Regions from separate parts of the Zea mays genome. Here region 2 is linked to region 1. Evidence: chromatin contacts called from public Hi-C data. All regions are on one chromosome and are shown on one strand. Each heading gives the region's core, a stretch centred on a gene start, on an enhancer-like site or on the middle of the called end of the contact. The rest is flanking DNA. Distances are from core to core; before and after follow the strand shown.

Region 1 (3,016 bases), core at 131-2,630:
AGCCTTACACTATGTTTTTTTCTTACATACTTGTTCATACGAGTAGTTATATACACCTATGCATATATCGCATTGTTTTTCGTATTAAATTAAAATCGAAAATGACTAAATTTCTAACCACCACTGCGACGACGGAAGGCGATGGTCTGAAAGGGTTACTAAACGACACCGTCTTTGCGCAAACTGACGCAGCCATATGGCACCGTTTTGGAGTTTGCAGAACCAGAATGCCGGTCTCTGTGAGACTGTGACCCGAGCAGGTTTGTCAACCGATCTGAAGGGACTGGTCACGCGGCCTACTCCATCGACGCCATGTTTGCCACGTCGGTGCTCATGCGGTCCCACCGGCCACCTGGACCTGGGGAGCGGCGGCCACTGTTCGTCACTGTCCCTGATGGAGAAGACGGCATGGAAAAGGCTTGCTAACCGATCCAGATTCGATCGTGTTGCAGGCCATGCCAGTGCCAGTGCCAGTGCCATCGGGAGTGCGCTGGCAGTGGTCCTCTCGGGTATGTTTGTGACTCTGTTTTTTGCCAGCTCGACCCATTTAACTCGTCTAGGCTGGACTTAGCATGTCCCGACTACTATAACTAATTTTATTTGCGCACTTATATCATATGAGTCTGGCTCTTGTCACTCAGTATCTAACCGGGCTAGAAGACTAAAACTATCTAAACGCGGAATCCTTGCGCCATGAATAGTCAGGCTCCCAAGAAACGGACCTTGATCTCGTTTCTATGGAGACAGGTTGAGAGACTAAACTTGCACGCAGACAGCCAGGCTCCCGAGTAAGCCAGACGACGCAAACACGGGAGCTGCAGCCCGGGAGCGCAGCCAGGCTGCTGGGCCATGAGGACAAACACACCCCTAGTCGCTGCCCGCTCTATGAGTTGCAGGATTACGAATGAAATCCTGTTTCCTGACAGCGCTTCCAATATAAGCAAAGTGTCATCCTGGCGAACGAGACCAACACTTGTGTACGTCCAACTAGGGCTTCAAATTAAGAACAAGATATATTTAAGAGATGAAAAAAAATAGAAGTGGGTCAGGGAGAAATGATATTCGGTGGTGGTGGTGGTGGTGTGGGCCCTGAGCACCCCCGCTGTGCATCTGTCGATAGCAGGACGGACGTGCATCTCAGGGCCCATCCCGCACCCGCCCGGCCCAAACCGTCGTGCGGTGCGCGGTCCACTACCCAACGACGCGGAAACCCCCCTCAAAAGTCAAAAACTACCCAGCCCGCACTGCAGTACTGCACGCGCGCAAGCAAAAGAGCCACACCGCCAACGCTCGTCCGCCCACCCACCCACCGTATTACCTCGATACGTTACGAGGTGGCGCCAAAAACGACTGCGGACTGCAGTACGGCGCGGCGTCTCGTGATTGATGGGTGTAACGTACCAGCGGCTGCTCTCGCAGGGGAGCCAGAGCCAGCGTCCGCGGGGCGGCGGCGTGCGGGCGCGGGCGTGGGTGCTGCTGCGGTGGGCGGCCGTGCGGCTGAGCTGCGCGGCGAGGCGGCGGTACTGGTGCGGCGGCGCAGGCCGCGCGCGGAAGCTGGCGTGGGCGGGGCTCTGCGGAAGAGGCGGCACGGCGGCGGAAAGGAAGGGCGGCAGCGGCAGGAGGAGTGCCACGGCGGGCGGCGGGGCCGGGGCCGGAGCCGGAGCCGGGGTGCTGGGGTACGACTCCGCCAGCTACGCGCGCAACTTCGATGACGGTGCGTGGAAGGCCGAGGAGGGCGTGTCCTGGGCCGGCCCCGGCGGCGCGTTCTTCCCCGGCGCCAACATCGGCGGCGCGGCCGTGGACACCGCCCGCCTGTGATGCCGTTCCCAGCTCCGTCCGTCCGCTAGGTAACTGGTAACTGTTGCTGCGCTGGAAATGGATGGATCGTGGTCGTGGATGCGTCACTCGGGATTTGCTTTCTTTTCTTTTTTTTTCTTGTTCATCTGGATTGTTGGCATTTACTTTCTTCGGTCGACAATGAAAGTATTCAGGCCGTGCTTGTTCGGGTGCAAAAAACAAAAAAACCTTGCTGCCATGCGAATGGAAACTGCCTTGAGTATCTCCGCACCTAGATGTATATACAGTATACGGTATACATATGTACGTATTTATGTGTATACGGCTAGCAAGCTGTCCAAAACACAACGCACAATAATCCAGATCAGACTGGAGAAGAGTGGATGGGGCGATGGGCACATCACATGGACCGCGCGCGTGGGCGGCACGTCTGGCTGAGCACGCACCGGCACGGGACAAACAACGGCCCGCCGGCCCCTCTCCTCGGTATTCCGCGTCAGGCGCCGACACGCCGTGCCGCCCCGCTTGCAGACATCATGGCAAGCAATGCGACATGCGAGACTGGAGCTCGCTTGTTCGTCTTGCCATCGTCTCTTTTCTTTGGGTTTTCTACCCGCTACGCGTGTATTGGTCTTGGTCGGAATCGGAATACAGCTGCTCCAGCTCTTCTTCAGTCCCCCAAGCAGTGATGAGCTGAGGAGCCAGGAGTTTGTCAGTTTCGCGCCTACCAACCGGTCCAGCCTCCGCGTCCAAGATCTCTCCCCCTCTCCCATCCACTAGTGTCTCCCACAGCCCGTTCGATCCCCCGGCCGGGTCGGTGGTCGCCAAAGTCGAGGAGCAATGGCGACCGACGCGATCCTGGAGACGATCAAGCCGCGGGGGAGCGAGGAGCAGCTGCCGGTGACCACGGCAGGGACCGGGATCGAGCTGCGGCGGCGCATCTCCTCCTTCTCGGCGCGCGTGAGGCCGTCGTCCTCCGTGGCGGCGTTCCGGCGCGCGCGGTCGATGCCCTCCGTCAAGGCGCTGGCGGCGGCGGGCGCGCTGCGGCGGTGGTGGGAGTGGGGGCTCGGGTGGGTCACGGCACCGTTCGCGACCCGCGCGCTGGAGCTCGGCGGCGGCGACGACGACGACGACGACGACGACGAGGCGCGGCCGCTAGGCCTGGGCGGGTGCCGGTGCGCCGGCGGGTGGCGGCACACCCTCTTCAGGCTCCGCGCCG
Region 2 (3,016 bases), core at 385-2,884, 250 kb before region 1:
CTGCCTGCAGCCTCCCCACTTGTGGGGATACTGCTGCATGCACTGCACTGGACTGCACGGTGCACGCACAGCTATACAATACATCTGAGCATAGCGCGCTTGCATCAGGTTGCAGCCCCAGGAGAAAGAAGGGAGAGAGATTAAAATGCCATTCATGTTGTGTACATGTGGAACGCCGTCCGTCGTTCACGTTCCCAACAAACTCCAAGCAAGCCAAGCACGCAGAGAGAGAGATTACAGTAGCTATCTAGCTATAAAGGATGAGATGACTTGATCAGAAGAAGGCGTAGGAGTTGTTGAAGACGAGGGTGGTGGTGGCGGCGTAGGCGCTGAGCAGCTCGTTGTGCGGTGACCACGGCTCGGCGCGCAGCCCCACCCGGCGGAGCGCCTTGAGGATCTTGCTCCGGTTCACGCACCCCGTCACCACCACCTTCTGCAGGCTCGCCTCCACCTCCACCCGCTCGATCCCTGCATACGCATGCGTGCGTGCGCATTGAGCCATCCACGCCAGGATCAGGTGAAAAAAACAACAACAACACCACCGACAACAACAAAGGCCCAGCCGCCCAGGCTTTGGGTAAAGAAGAAGGAGCTAGAATTAAAGGACGTTTAGAATCCAGATCCAGCAGCTCTCTACACAGGGAGGGACGATGGCAGCAGCAGCTGCTGCTGCTGCATACCGATCGTACTGGAAGTAATGATCGATCTGCCGGCCGGGGGGCCCTGGCAGCTGGTTGGCCGGCCGGCCGGAATGGACGGCGGCGGGATGGGGTGGGCTTTGTTGAAGCCTGAAGGCGCTCATCACGGACGTAACGTACGTACCTTTCACTTTGGACAGGCATCTGCGTACCCGCTTCTCATGCAACGCCACCATCTCCACTTTCAGCTCCGTGCTCTGCGAAACGCCACCAGCGATCAGGAAACGCGCACAGGATTGGGTTGTTCGTTGTCGCAACAATGCTGCCTTTCATGCATCTGCATGTGCAGTGCAGTCCCAGCTAGCTAGTAGCTTGCGTTGCTTGCTTGCTCGCGAGAGCTAGTTCATCATGCAAAGGGAAAAGGCAGCACTGCAGGTTTAATTATTAAAGCGTACTAACTAACTAGTAGTGTGTATGTCAAGAGCATCATCACACTGATTCACAGCATGTTTCCGAACAAAAGCTTGCACTTGTTTTTTTTTTTTTTTTGCTAGATGATATATGGCCTATTACAATCGTCTGCAGTGTTTTGTTTCCAATCAGAAACTAGCTAGCTAGCTAGTTGGGATTCGTTCTGAATTCAACATCTGAGCCCCTCCAACCACCAACACCCCGAGGAGATCGTACCGCCGAATGCAGCAGTCATCATCGTCAACTTTTACATGAACAACAGCAAGCTATAGCATATATGTAGTACAATTTATCGGATCGTACGTGAATTCCAATGAACAGAAATAATCCCCGGCCCGTACCTCCATGGAAGAAATTAACAAACAACCGGCGGCGTGGTTCTTCTTGTCTGGTTGTTGAGGATGCTATGGGCTATTATTTATAGCTATGCACGTCGTCTCGGCCGGCCAGCTTTTGATGGATCGAAGGACGGGAAGATGGAGAAGACGAAGGAGGAGGACAAGAAGAAGAAGAAGAAGGGAATATAAGACGTGTGAGCAGGAGCAGCTAGCCTTCTTATATCGGCAAGCAACAACCACGCCACGCCCTAGCGACGACGACAAAAGGCGAAAAGATCGAGCAGCAGCAGGGGCCAGGGGGGCAGGATGTGATGAAGGGAAAAGCCTAAAGATGGTGCTCAACAACAAGCTAGAGATTCGTTCCTGCTGCTGTTGTTGATGTTGCGATCTACTAGCTGCTAGTCTAACTGCTGCCTAAATATATAGTAAGCTCCGCTACAAGGCCTCTAGTAGCTACGGTACGACCCTGTGCGGTGCATGCATGCCACAGTGACCTCCTCTCGGCTTTCTCAAAGCCAACCCTACTAGGTCTTCATGGAGAAGAGCGACCGGTGGTCTCGCCGAGGTCTCTCTCTCTCTCTTCTTGCTATCTCATCCCTTCCGGCCGGAGCCCAGAGCCACTAGTTTACTCGCCGAGAGCTCCCTTCTCGATGGTCCCATGGCTCATGGCGCGCGGGCGCGAAAGGAGAGGCTGATCGGTTGCGGTCACCTTCTGCATGGTCAGCACCGAGTCCGAGACTAAGAGAGGTTATTGTTCCGTAGAGGATCCTGCGATCGACGACGTGGACGGACGCGGGACGCCATTGACGAGTCCAAGCAGCTCGCTTTTTGCGGTGTCGGGCGGAGGCCGGCCCGGACGTACAGTTTGGAATGTCGTCTGGAGATCTCAGTACAGTACAGCTTACAAAAAGAGCAAAAGCGCGAAAGGTTAAAGCGGGCCACGACGACGGGGATGGAGGTGATGACTGAATGGGGAAGAAAAGGAGCTAGCTAGGGCGACGATCGATACGATATGCATGGACCGTGACGCAAGTTTGGTATTCTTGCATTGCTTGCCCCACGCTGCTGACTGCAACTAATGACACCAACTCACCAAAGTACGTATAACCAAGAGATTAAGCAATAACTTGTTGTCACTAGCTACCTACACGAGATTCCATATCTTCATATGTGATTAGATATAATAATAATTAATAATCCTCCAGATTAATAAGCCCAGCTGTATAGAGATACCTTTCCAAAACTTTGTGCTATCTGCCGACAAAACTCACTCAGCATTGCATGATATACGCAACTCGCAGACAGATTATACACTTGATGGAGAGAGAAACAAAACAAAAAAAAAACTAAAAACAACGGTGGGATCGGAACAGCCTGCTGACAGGCCAACTAACACCTATGGCGATGCATTCCTCGCCACTAATTCGACTGCAGTTCTGCAAACTCTCATGCCCATGCAGAATGGGGTGAAGCTAGGCTGCACGGTTTAGTTTCGTCGTTTCAGGCAGCTAATCTCAGTAGTAGCTGGGAAAAAGATCCTTGAGCTGGACGACGAAGAAGTCGTCGTCA

What was found. Hi-C and Micro-C count contacts between places; a contact is called where the count stands out from the background.
Region 2: a Hi-C map of endosperm shows a contact between it and region 1, with 3 times the contacts expected there. The contact joins the promoter of LOC100280610 here to the promoter of LOC100279120 in region 1. A contact is called at or near these places in 5 of 25 Hi-C or Micro-C datasets (bundle sheath, ear, endosperm and 2 more).

The regions. Positions count from the first base shown.
Region 1 is chr1:193,154,468-193,157,483 of Zm-B73-REFERENCE-NAM-5.0, reverse strand. It overlaps LOC100279120, which reads left to right and starts at 1,380. Exons shown (of 1, transcript NM_001152161.1): 1 at 1,380-2,016. The coding sequence starts at 1,387. The coding sequence ends at 1,818. LOC103642122 reads left to right here and starts at 2,049. Exons shown (of 1, transcript XM_008665438.4): 1 at 2,049-3,016. The coding sequence starts at 2,638.
Region 2 is chr1:193,401,188-193,404,203 of Zm-B73-REFERENCE-NAM-5.0, reverse strand. It overlaps LOC100280610 (heavy metal-associated domain containing protein), which reads right to left and starts at 1,634. Exons shown (of 3, transcript NM_001153528.1): 1 at 1,451-1,634; 2 at 823-895; 3 at 139-468. The coding sequence starts at 1,456. The coding sequence ends at 275. It overlaps LOC100381517, which reads right to left. Exons shown (of 2, transcript NM_001356626.1): 2 at 2,704-3,016. The coding sequence ends at 2,962.